Regions from separate parts of the Arachis hypogaea genome. Here region 2 is linked to region 1. Evidence: chromatin contacts called from public Hi-C data. All regions are on one chromosome and are shown on one strand. Each heading gives the region's core, a stretch centred on a gene start, on an enhancer-like site or on the middle of the called end of the contact. The rest is flanking DNA. Distances are from core to core; before and after follow the strand shown.

Region 1 (6,558 bases), core at 988-3,487:
GGCTTTTCTATTAGTACTTTGATTTCCTTAGTTTCATGATTCTTGTAGGAAAATATTGGGAAAAGAGAAGCAAAATAACAAGGAGGAACCAAGATTTAAAGACAAGTGCAAAGAACATCCGTGGATGTTGTCAACCCTGACCTCTACACACTCCAATGATTATAACTTGAGTTATAGAGGTCCAATTGATACGGTTCTAGTAGCATTAGAAAGCCAACTTCCAGAGCTTTCCAACGATATATAATGTCTATACTTTTTCTATGGCATCATGGCACTAAATGCCGCGACATTGGCGCTTAGAGCCAAACCGCATCCAACAGCAATTCTTCTCAGGACTCCTGGCGCTAAATTCCACTCCTCTGGCATTTAGCACCCAACAGGCAGCAAGGAAGTGCATAATTGCGTAAAAAGAGGCACCAAACGCCACCAAAGTGGTGCCGAACGCCTATAACAGCACCATCCCCGAGAAATTTTTGTAATTAACGAAGACTTGAAGACACCAAGCTTAAATTATAAGGAAATTCACTAGTTAGTCAAAGAGTCATTAAAAAAAGATTTCAGATTTAAATGATTAGATTTGATTTTGATTTGATTTAGTTTGAATTTGAATTCTATATTTAGTCTTAGAGGTTTTACTATAAAAAGGAGACTTCCTTCCTCCCCAAGGATACACTCTCCCTCTCTTCCATCTAACACTTCTCATTAGTTTTAATTTTACTATTTTTTTATTATATTTTTTTTCTCAAATTTTTTGAATGAAAAAAATGAGAATAAATTAAATTTTTATAATTTTTTCTATTTTATCACCAAACAGAATATAAAAATACTAAATTCTGTATCTCTATATCCTTAAATTTTGTTCTTAATATGTTGTCTTGTCCTAATCTTAGAAACAAACGCAACTTTAATTCTTAATATTAGATCATTTTAGTAAATTTATAAAAAAAAATTATTCTGTTGACATAAATAATTTTAAAATGATAAGAATCTAATTATAAAATTAAAATTAATATAAAAAATGATTGAAATTTTTTTAAATAAAAAAACCTAATTATAATGTTAAAAAAATTATAAAAGACTAATAAAATAATTTAACTTATAAATAACATATAAGACAATACACATCATTATTAGATTTTGCGGGGTAAAAAAGCCTAAATTTAGATGCATGGTAAGCCAGGTCAGTTATCTCAACATAAATGCACGCAGTCGCACCTTCCGTCTCGTTAATAAAACAAAACAAAATTCCATTCAAATTAATTGGGCTGGGGTATGTCTCTATCGAATATAATTATTTATATTACATTGATAACAATAAATTAAACTAAGAAAAATTGTTGGTATTAACAATTTTTAGTGTTTTTAGTTATTATTTATTTAGTATAAATATTAAATTATTTTTAATAAATAAATTTTATTAATTTATGTATATAAATTTTAAAAAAATTTAAGTACAAACTGTATTGATTTATATATATAAAATTTTAATAAATATAAATATAAATTATATATTTATTATATATAAAATATTTATAAATATAGATATAAATTATATTTGTGTATAAGTTATATTAATATTTTTATTTTTTTGATATATAAACATAATAAACAGTAATATTATAAAAAGAATAATTAAAATTATTTTATTTAATTAATATTTATAATTATATATTTATTATATTTAAATTAAATAACTACTTTAACAAATGAATACTAAATAAAATATTTTAAAACTATTTGAACGATTTTTCTAATTGTTTTCAAAATATTATTGTTTATTAAGTTTTTATATAACTATACGTCTATACATATAAAATAGAAATTAGTAGGTGAAGCATATCAAATGTAATTAATAAATATTTATGTTAGTGTATACTAAAATTAGTTATTAATATTAATTATTAATATAAAATATATATTAAAATATAAATATATATTAAAAATAAATTAAAATAAATATTATAAAATTAATAAATTTTATAATTTATAATTATTAATTATTATTATTAATATTTTTAATAATATAAAATTATATTTAATAATATAAAATTATTTTTTTTTTATTTTATTAATTAAGTATTGATTAAATTTTAATAAAAATATTAATTTTTATATTTTTTATAAATAATATATATTTATATATAAATATATTAATAATTAATTTTAATGAGATGTAACATTTTTGTAATAATCAAGCAATTTGACTTGGTTGCCAGCTTTCCACTCTCCAAAAGTTTCCAATTATACCCTAAAGAGAACTGAGTTGACGAGAACACCCTTCTCCTCCCAACTACCACGCCGCGATCTCTCTCTACCCAACTCACTTACCCCCACACCAACAACCTCATAGAGCCATAGTTGCTCTCTTTTTTCTCTTATAAAACCTACCACAAACCTCCCTCATGCTCTTCAGGCACCTCTGAAAAAGTGTGACCTAAACCAAGAGAGAAATTGTTTTTTTTTTTTTTTTAAAAAAGGAATCTCCCGTAGATCCTTTCTCAGAGAAAAAGCCTACCCAAATCAGCAAGAAAGCATAATGGCTATCTCAACTTCCAACTCCCTCATCCCTGCAAAGACCCTAATGCCCCCAACAAACCACTCCCTATGCCCATCCACCAACAGCATCAGACCCGGGACTAAGCTCACTTCCAGGCCCATTCTAGCCGTCCATGCAGCCGAGCCCACCAAGAACGTTAACCCGGTGGTCTCCGACAAGCCGGCTGACAAGTCGCAGCCAGCATCCTCCGCAGTGGCAGCTGCAGCCGCAACCGCTCCGGCTCGTAACGCTGTGCAGGGAAAATGGACCCCGGACAGCTGGAAATTGAAGCGGGCACTGCAGCTGCCGGAGTACCCGAACAAGGAGGAGCTGGAGGCGGTGCTGAAGACGCTGGACGCGTTCCCGCCGATCGTGTTCGCCGGGGAGGCGCGGAGCCTTGAGGAGAAGCTTGGGGAGGCGGCGATGGGGAAGGCGTTCTTGTTGCAGGGTGGAGATTGCGCTGAGAGCTTCAAAGAGTTTAATGCTAACAACATTCGTGATACATTCAGGATTCTCCTCCAGATGGGTGCTGTATTGATGTTTGGTGGCCAGATGCCCGTCATAAAGGTACCTAACAAAAATTTCAATTCTAGAGTCAAAATCAATTGTGAGACATATTCAGAAGTAATTGTAAATCTCTTTGTTTCTTGTTATAAGAACTAACTGAATGTTAGTTACATACTAAAATTACTTATTAAATTATATATATATATATATTTAATTTATTTTTAATATATATTTTATATTTAATATGTATTTTATATAAATAATTAATTTTAATATATATAATTTATTGAAAAAATTAAAATTTAAAAATATTAGCTTTTTAATAATTGTTAATTAATTAGATGGGATTTCTTTTAACAGATTCAATTTATTGAAAACATAAAAATTTGATTTTCAATAAAATTTTTTCTTTGATTTTATTGCTTAATGGATGCCTTTCTCTTATTATTATTATTAATATTAATTTTTCGTTAATACATTTTTATACATTACATATTTAATTTTTTACTTAATATTCATTGCTATGTCATATCATTAAAAAAAGAGCAATGCTAGGGCGAGTAACTTTTGTGATTAGTAGCCATTAAATAGTCATCAATAATGATTTAATAATGTAAAATTGATATGAGATTTCATCCGATAGTTCACATTTTTCTGCTGGTTACAGGCCAAAATTTAATAAAACTGCTGACTCCCTAAACTTTTCCTTAAGAAAATATTTATATTCATATTATTATTTAAATAATATTTAATACAACACTTTTAGTATATAGTTTTTGGTATCTGTATTTAACTTATTTAGAAATTATAATAGAGACGTTGTGTGTATATATTTTGTTTGTTTAAAATGAGATATATAGAACTGATATAGAAACATGAAATTACTTGATGGTTGGTAGCTTTTTTTTTTCAATTTTTCAAACTTTTGTGTGTTGTTTTAAAATTATTTTTAGAAAAATACTAGAAAATCATAAGAATTTATTGTTTTTGCCATCAGTGTTTAAAATTATAGGATAAAGTATATGATTAGATTACTAGAATAAATAAATTAGACTAAAAAAATTGAGTTGATGATTAAGTAATGGCAAAAAGCAATAAATTTCGATGGTTTTTTAATATTTTTTTATTCATTCAATTTTCTTTTTTCGGATATATTTTTGTTCAATTCATTATAGAAGTTAAGTAAGTCACCAAAAAGAGAAGTTAAGTAATTTTGCTTGTAACTTTGTGTCACTACCTGGAATAGAATTAGTGGCAGATATATACAGACTCCAAAATATGAGTATTAAGGATGAACACAAAGATTATTGTCCATTTGTATGACAATGTGGTTGTAGGTGGGGAGAATGGCGGGTCAGTTTGCAAAGCCAAGATCGGACCCATTTGAGGAGAAGAACGGGGTGAAGCTGCCCAGCTACAGAGGTGACAACGTGAATGGAGATGCTTTTGATGAGAAGTCGAGGATTCCAGATCCACAGAGGATGATCAGAGCTTACTGTCAAGCCGCTGCCACTCTCAACCTTCTCAGAGCTTTTGCCACCGGTGGCTACGCTGCTATGCAGAGGGTCACTCAATGGAATTTGGACTTTACTCAACATAGTGAACAGGGAGACAGGTTTGTATGCTAGTTTGTTCTGTATTTCTTTCCACGCATTTCTTTCTATGCTCTTTATATTATCCTACCTAGCTAGTTAACTACTTAAAAACCTATAAATTAATGTATAATATGTAACGGTATAGAAAATGGATTCATTAGAGTATTTGGAATACAAACGAAAAGAGGTGATAATTATTTTGTTTAGAAAGTGGTGTCTAATTTATAAAAAAAGTTAAAAATTAATATTTAATTTAAAAAATACAAAAGTAAATAATGTTTAAATATTTAAAATATATTATAAAAAATAAATTAGACAAAATTTAGATACTAAGTAATAATAAACACCATATATTCCTAGGAAAATAATACTTTAGTTATAAGAAGAAATCCAGAGAGAAGGGAAAATGTGATAAGACATTTCACAATTTTAATATTCACTTTCTATTTACAATTTCTAATACTCATTTTTTTAAAATATTTTTGATAATATTTAATATTCAAACCTATTTCTGTTACTCGGGCTAAGCCCAGTTATATTCATTACACATACTTAATTAGTGATATAAATTATTTAAAAAAAATTAACATAATGTATTTACAATTAATATTTGATGCTCTAAGCAAAATTAGACAATTTTTTTTATACATTGCACATCAGCACATGACAAATTTTCGTTAACTCCTTGATCCGCTTTAGTGATAATCTATGCACAGATCTAGGTTGGCCATAGCTTATTTTGGTTGCCGTGTATATAGGGGTGGCAACACTACCCAACTTGCAGGTATCCACTCCGTCCCTATCCGTTCGGAATGGGTAATTATCCTCTCCCGCACCGAGGCAGATTTTAGCGGGACGGATTTTTGGGCGGGGCGGGACGGGGTCGTGTTTATGTTAAATCCGCTCCTATCCGCCCCGATATATATAATATATATTTTTAATATATAATATATGTAACATATATAAAATAATTAGTAAAGTGATTTATATTATATATAAATTTTTACTTTAATTTATGTTATGTATGTAAATGGTAATTATATAATTTTTAAAATTTAATTTTATTTGTTAGATTTAATAATTATAGGGGCGGGTAGGGGCAGGACGAGTACCTGTAGGGACGGGTTAGGGTTTAACATTTTACTACCCGCGAGTAGGACGGGACGGGTTTGATGCGGGTTTTTTGTAGGGCGGGGTGAGGTCGGGTAGAGCAAAAACCCGCCCGTACCCGCCCAGTTGCCATCCCTACGTGTATATAAGTTATTAAGGGTATTTGCTTTTAAAAAAAATATTTATTTTTTATTTTTTTAAAATATCTTTTTTTAATAGATAAAAATGATTTTATATTTAGATAGTTTTTTTAAAAGGGTTTTAAAATATTAAAAAGATCTTTTGTTTCTGTTTTTTTAAAAATAAGATATTGTTGGCTTTTAAAAAAAGTAAATAATTTATTTTTTTAAATAAAAGTATTTATTTTAAAAAATATATCCAAATATATTTAAAATTTAATAAAAGTATTATTTTTTATAAGAAATACTTTTCTCACTCAAATAAACCAATACCGGACACTAAAAATGCAAAATTTTCATACTTTAAAGAAAGCATAAGGAATAACTGAATCTTAAGGGGCTGTAAATGGGTACACGGTTCACATGGAAGGTGGATGGTGTCTAAGTGTCTTGGTGTTACTTACAAAAGAAGTGGACTTCAACAGTTACAACTTGTCCTCTCGTCTCAATTTTAGTCCACTATGAATGGCTATGTCCATCAGATCATCACACGTTTTTCACAAGGCTAAATCACTGTGAAAGAACAATGCTAGGGGCCAGCAACTTTTGTGATTGATAGCTATCAAATAGCCATCAATGATGATTTAATAGTGTGAGATTGGTGTGAGATTTTATCCAATGACTCACCTTT
Region 2 (6,807 bases), core at 4,172-6,671, 41 kb before region 1:
TGAGCCCACTGAGATTCGCTTTCCAAAGATACATCGGCCACTCCAAGGGATGGTCGCACCTGTAAGACAGAAGTTGCTTACAGAGATTATCAATACATACATTGGTTAGAGAGAGCCTCACCTGTAAGACAAAGGTTGCTTACAGAGGTTATGTTTGCATACATCGACTCAAGAGACTCGCACCTGTAAGATAGAGGTTGCTTACAGAGGTTATGACACTGGAAGCCAAACTCAGATAAAGTTTGTTGACTTAACTAAAAATATAATTCAATAAATAATAGAGAACAAAAGAATTAAAGGAATGAAAGAATGTATTAATTAAAGGATCTCTACCGCAGTAGAGTAGAGAGCAAAGATTGAAAAGAAATTGACTGCTGTTTGGGCCTTAGTGTCAAGTGTCTAGTGGGTTTGGGCCTTAGTGTCAAGTGTCTAGTGGGGGTGGCGATGCGTAACGCTCACTTGATACTATAAGGACGGCTCAGTGAGGACGGCGATACGTAACGCTCACTGGAGATCGGAAGGAAGGTTTTTCCATGAGGACGGCGATGCGTAACGCTCATGGGAGGGACGTTGGCTGAGATAAGGATGGTGGTATGAAACGCTTATCTCAGGACCAGTGTCGGGAATTGGGCAACAAACCGATACATGAGCTCATGCCCTGTATAGGACTATACATGCATCATACTTATTTGCGCATATTTGTTGTGATTATATTTTCATGATTGTGTGTGCTTGTGATTGGATTCTTTCTTCTGAAATTGCTCTCTGATTTACATTTGTCTTGCATTGTTTGTGCCTATGATTGATTCTGTTTTATAATTGAGTTTTGATGGTGATTCGTGTTGAATTGGGTCGTAGACCGAGTTTATTTGATTTGAACCAAAGGCCGTAATTGGAAGGACCAACGGTAGGCTTTGGTTAAAATGGTTTCTTAATAAGCGGTGAAATATATGAAATGTCAATTTGCTTGAAATTTTTATAAGGAAAATACGAGTTTTAAATTTGGATAACGAACTTAACTAACTACCCCGACCCTACTAAGAACTCCCCAATTCTTACCCCCTATTTTCCACCCCTTTCAGCTACAGGTGTGAAGGTTTAGTGTGGAGTTATAAGAGTATAGAAGATTCAATTTACGAGTTAAGTTCTTAGATTTTATTTTCCTCTTGTCGTTTATGGTTTTGATTTTTAGAGGGTTAGGATTTGCTTTTCAGAATATTTGAATAAGTTTATGTATATATTGCTATGTGAATATATATACTTTTGTGATTAAAGAATATTCATTTTCTTAATTAAAGTTTCGGTTCGTATTCGTGAAGACTCATTATTAAATAAAGTTAGTATATAAGAAAAAGGTTTAGAGGTAAGTAGCGCACTTTTAGTACGATCATGAGGTGCTAAAAGTTAGGGTGTTACAAAAATAGATTATCATTATTTTATCATTTTTTATTTTGATATTAATTCAGATATTTAGTATCTTATTATTATTATTTTTATTCTCTTATTCTATGTATTTATTTTCATAAATCTTGCTAAATTAAACAAGGTACTGTATATCTTCTTTTTATTCCTCTTTTATATATCCATAAAATTTATTAAATTATTTCTCTTCCGTCTAATAATTTTGTTTCTCTTCTATTTATATTTCTTTTTTTCAATGTTTTATTGGTTCTTATTTTTCTATATTTTATTTTAATTTATGTATTTGTTCTTATTACACCTAATTTTTTTATTTATGTGTAATATATATTCTTATATATGTTATAGAAATATGATTTGATTTCATTAACTTGCTAACTTTTTTTGAAAAATCTAAAACTAAAGCATAAAAATATATTTATAGATATTTTCCTTTTTTAACTAAAAAATATAATATTTTTTGTCATATTTGTTGAAATTTTAAGTTAAATATGAATATTGATTTTTGAAATAGAATAAATATATTTTAAATTTTTTGCATCTAAAAGTAATATTCTATCAATGTTAGAATTAATGTTAACTTAAATTATAATAAAGTAAAAAATAAAAATTGTATATAATAATTTAATTTAGTTATTTATACTACCAAAATTATTAGTTATTGTATCTTATTTATTTTTATTTATTAGTGATCTTTAATTGTCTATTTTAAATAAAAATTTGAATGAATTGAATTAATTTTTTAAATTAGTAATATAATTATTGTGACATTTTTTTACTTAGTAATATTTTTTAATTTATTTAATTTGATTAATAATCATCTCTTTTTTATTTTATGCTAATTTAATTAATTAAAGTTAATAAATTTCAGTTATTTTAATTCTTGTAAATTTTTATTTTAATAATGTATTTCAATTAACGTATTAATATAATTTTAATATTTATATGTCATTAATAATAATAATCTCATTTTAAGGTGACGTTTTATCCCCAATAAATATATATATAATTATAAAAAATCTACTATTTTCTTATACGATTAGATTAGATATATTTATATTCAATTTATTTGATTACTTAATTAGAATTAATTATATTAAAAGATTAGATTAAGATTATGATAGACTAATTATATTATTATTAATTAATTATATTAAAATATTAAGATTATGATAGATTATTATTATTTTATTATTTTTTATTTTGATATTAATTTAGATATTTAATTTTTTATTATTATTTTTATTCTTTTATTCTATATGTTTATCTCATAAATCTTGCTAAATTAAATAAGGTACTGTATATCTTCTTTTTATTCCTCTTTTATATAATATAAAATTTATTAAATATTTTTCTTCCGTCTAATAATTTTATTTTTTTTCTATTTATATTTCTTTCCTTCAATATTTTATTGGTTCTTATTTTTTAAATTTTATTTTAATTTATGTATTTGTTCTTATTACACCTAACATTTTTTATTTATGTGTAATAGAAATTCTTATATATGTTATAGAAATATGATTTGATTTCATTAACTTGTCAAATATTTTTTGAAAAATTTAAAGCTAAACCACCAAAATATATTTATAGATATTTTACTTTTTTAACTAAAAAATGTAATATTTTTCGTCATATTTGTTGAAATTCTAAGTTAAATATGAATATTGATTTTTGAAATAGAATATTTTAAATTTTTTGCATCTAAAAACAATATTCTATCAATGTTAGAATTATTTAGATAGATAAGTAATAGTGAATATAGAATTATTTAGGATGGATAGAATTAAGTACATCTTTTTATTAAAAATATGAATTTAAAAATATTATATTCAATTCTTAATAGTCAACCTCTCATTGAACTATTATGTGTCCAAAGATTTTGGAAGAAATGAAATAATTTTATGTATATAATTTTTTGTAAATATTTAATTAATTCAAGATATTTATTGTCGTTGAATAAAAAAGTAAATTGAAATGAAAATTGAATATTTTTATACTCTTAAAATATTATTTATTTATTTTTCTAGTATTCTTTATTATCATATGATCATATTAATCCAATTTAATTCAATAAAATTATTTATCATCATTTGATTGAATAAAAATTTTATTTTATCTAAAAATTTTAGGATTTTTCAACCTCAAGATCATCCATGTTAAATCATTAAAAAATATAACTGAGAGCGTGGAAGCATCATCCCTTCATTTGAAAGCATGATTGAGATCAGAGAACTTGGTTCTTGTGGTTCTTTCATCTTCGTCAACCAAAACCTTCTGTTCCCTGATAGAGCTGAATCACAACTCCACTGTGGAAAAAGAGCTACGGAGACGAGTTTGATGTGTTGGAGACCAAAATCACAAAGTCATTATTTATATTTGAGTGTAACATTCATTAAACCCTAAAACTCAAATAAAATAGTATCTATGGTTTTAAACTCATCATTTATCTAAATCAAAAGAAATAATGACTTATTTAATTCAATATTTATGACAATAAATGAGATCACCATTATATAAGTCATTTAATGTAAAATTCCTTAATTTGCGATTATAATTAATATATGTATTGTCCATAAATATATTAAAAAATAATAATTTCCTAACAATCTTTCACTTGGATTATATATATATTTCTGAGATAATTACATCTTATAAATTTTATACGCACATCTGAATGTTATTTTCCTAATTACTTCAATAATCTGGTCTATCTCATATATTAGTTATAAAATTACTGCAACTTTTATCACATTAGTATCGTAACAAAACCACGATGATCGCCATACTAAAATACTCAACTACATAAATCAAATTTGGATGAGAAAATTCAAAAATTACATGCAAAAATGATCTCATGCATGCCTATTTTTAACTGGTCCAACTTGAATAAAAAATTTATTTTATTCGGTGACAGACTCAGATGAAACTGTAACGGCAACGCCCGAGCTCATAGCGACGACGACTAAGTGAAGAGTCTGTGGAAGAAGAAGAGAAAAACTTAACAGACTCACAATGAGAGAGAGAGGGAGGATTTACCTAGAGAAAAGTGACTTGGCAGGAGAAAGGTGGTAACGAGCTCAACAACGACGGTAACGGAATAAGTAGTGATAGTGACATGAGCTGTGAAGGAAGATGGGAGCTGTGAAAGGGTATGCGGCGATGGGCTCAATAACAATGATGACGGAGCTATGAAGTTTCTTGTGAAGGGAGGAAAACTCTCGGTGAGGATGACTGTGTTTCTCTTGCATGGTTATAAAGTATGGATTCAAGTTGTGAATCACTGAATTGAATCTGTGATGTGAGACAAATCATAATTCTTAAAAAGTGTTTATATGTATATATCCGGAGCGGGTGCACCCTAAACCCGACCATGCCTTGTTCTAAGCAAAATCTGTCCCAATTTGGGTCAAGTTATTACCTTCTTCAATTGAGTATGGACGGGTCGGGTACCCGCGTATTCGGGTACTCATGCCAAGTCTAATCACGTATTGATACTCCATTTATTAAGGATTTACCGCTAACCAATGGATTGCTACACACACAAAACGAGATTTTAACTCCTAATAATTGTTTAAACTGACGAATGAGATGATCACTCAACAAACTTAAATTGATTAAAATAAATACTAATTATTTTTAATATTTTAATATTAAAAATTTTGAGAGTTTAATTTTAATTATAATTTTATAAAATATTTATAATAATAATTATTACATATATTTTATTTAATTTTTTAATAAAATTTTTATATAATTTTATTTATTATTCCGTATAGTATACGAGAATATACACTAATTATATTCTAATAATGACGTAATCTGTATTGTTACTGACAGGTGTGACTGAAATAAGCTTTTGAGAATTGTGCCTAGGTGGTGTGATTAGGATCGGAGAATAGAATAAAAATGGCTCAATTAAGTGGGTAGGTGAAAGACATGGACAGTTGGACCCTTTTGAGATAGAAGTCTTCTGCTTGAAAACAAAGGGTATATTCTCACACCAAGAAACATATACGAGGGTATATTAGTCAATAACGTGCAAGCCCAACATTACGACACACCTACACCATGTTCCACGTGTGTCAGCTAGGAACTTGAATATACATGTGCTTTTACCGCGTGGAATTGAAGTTTCGTCAACTTTGAAATTTTGTGCATCGGTCTGGTCTTGTTTGTTTATAATATTATATTATTATTATATTTTTTGTTTTTTGGTTGCTTCCACGAAGGGCTGTATTATACTGATAAGCATGCCAACTTTCATGTTCATAATTATCAGTTGAGAAACGATAATTTGATTTGTTTTGAATATTGAAAGTTAATCTTTGAGAATAGTTGTTCCATTTAATATATATAGTATCTTTTAACTTAACAAGTCAAAAATTAATCTGTTGCAAATAAAAGTTCTATTTAAAAATTTATTATTAACCAATAAATTACTGCATATATAAGACAAAATTTAAATTTTTAACACTTAATTAAACGGACTAATAAATTAACCACCACTAGACCAACCTAATTTGATTCTATTTAATCAAAATATTTATGAGCCACTAAGTAAAAGAGGCAGAAATATCCGAATCCACAGGTACCCGACTCTCCCTTACTCACTCGAAACGAATTTAAACTCGACCTGAATGGGATGGGTAGAGTAGTCTATTACCCCAGATAGAAGTGGAAAGGATAGTAGTGAAGTGAAAGAAAGACAGTACGGAATCAGATAGGACAAAAATTCGCCTATATCCGCCCCACTACCACCTCTACCACTAAATAATGATGTAGTCATCACGCCAGAGTCTGCCATCCCGCCAAAAAATAGGCGGAATGATCCATCATGCAATGTAAACTGAACTTAAAATGTTAAAAATTAAAAAATAATAAAATTACAACACAAATTTTTTATTATTTTTATTTTAAAATTTTAATTTTCAATAAAATTATTTATAGTAATATACCAATAAAATTATTTCTATTTTAAAATGTAGGTGACATAATTTAAGTACATACACTATAAGAAATTACTAGAATAGTGACCGATTTAGCGACCGATATTTATTGACAATCAGTTGCTATCAGCTTAGCGACCGATTTGGTGACCAATTCTGGCCGTTGCTAAAACCTTGGTCGCTAAATTCAAAATAGCGACCGATGTTGGTCGCTAATATTTAGCGACCGATTTTAGTGACCGATTTTCAACCAAGGCCACCTAACCATGCGAAATAATTTTGGTCGCTAAATTGGTCGCTAACAAGATCGGTCACTAAATAACGACCAATATTTCTGTCGCTAAGTTATTCGGTCGCTAAATGGCAACTAATATTTCGGTTGCTAAATCGGTCGCTAATGTTTCGATCGCTAAATCAGTCTCTAATAGCTAACTTCAAAATT

Evidence for each region. A called contact is a pair of places that touch in the nucleus more often than the background predicts.
Region 2: a contact with region 1 is called in a Hi-C map of leaf, with 1.5 times the contacts expected there. The contact joins the enhancer-like site here to the promoter of LOC112765509 in region 1. A contact is called at or near these places in 3 of 8 Hi-C or Micro-C datasets (all in leaf).

The regions. Positions count from the first base shown.
Region 1 is chr17:51,419,444-51,426,001 of arahy.Tifrunner.gnm2.J5K5, reverse strand. It overlaps LOC112765509 (phospho-2-dehydro-3-deoxyheptonate aldolase 1, chloroplastic), which reads left to right and starts at 2,237. Exons shown (of 5, transcript XM_025811406.3): 1 at 2,237-3,103; 2 at 4,381-4,658. The coding sequence starts at 2,537.
Region 2 is chr17:51,463,850-51,470,656 of arahy.Tifrunner.gnm2.J5K5, reverse strand. No RefSeq gene overlaps it. Among protein-coding and RNA genes, the nearest start is that of LOC112765509, 43 kb to the right of the region's middle. Within about 2 kb of position 5,421, at least 3 of the 3 cell types and tissues checked have open chromatin away from gene starts, as enhancers often do.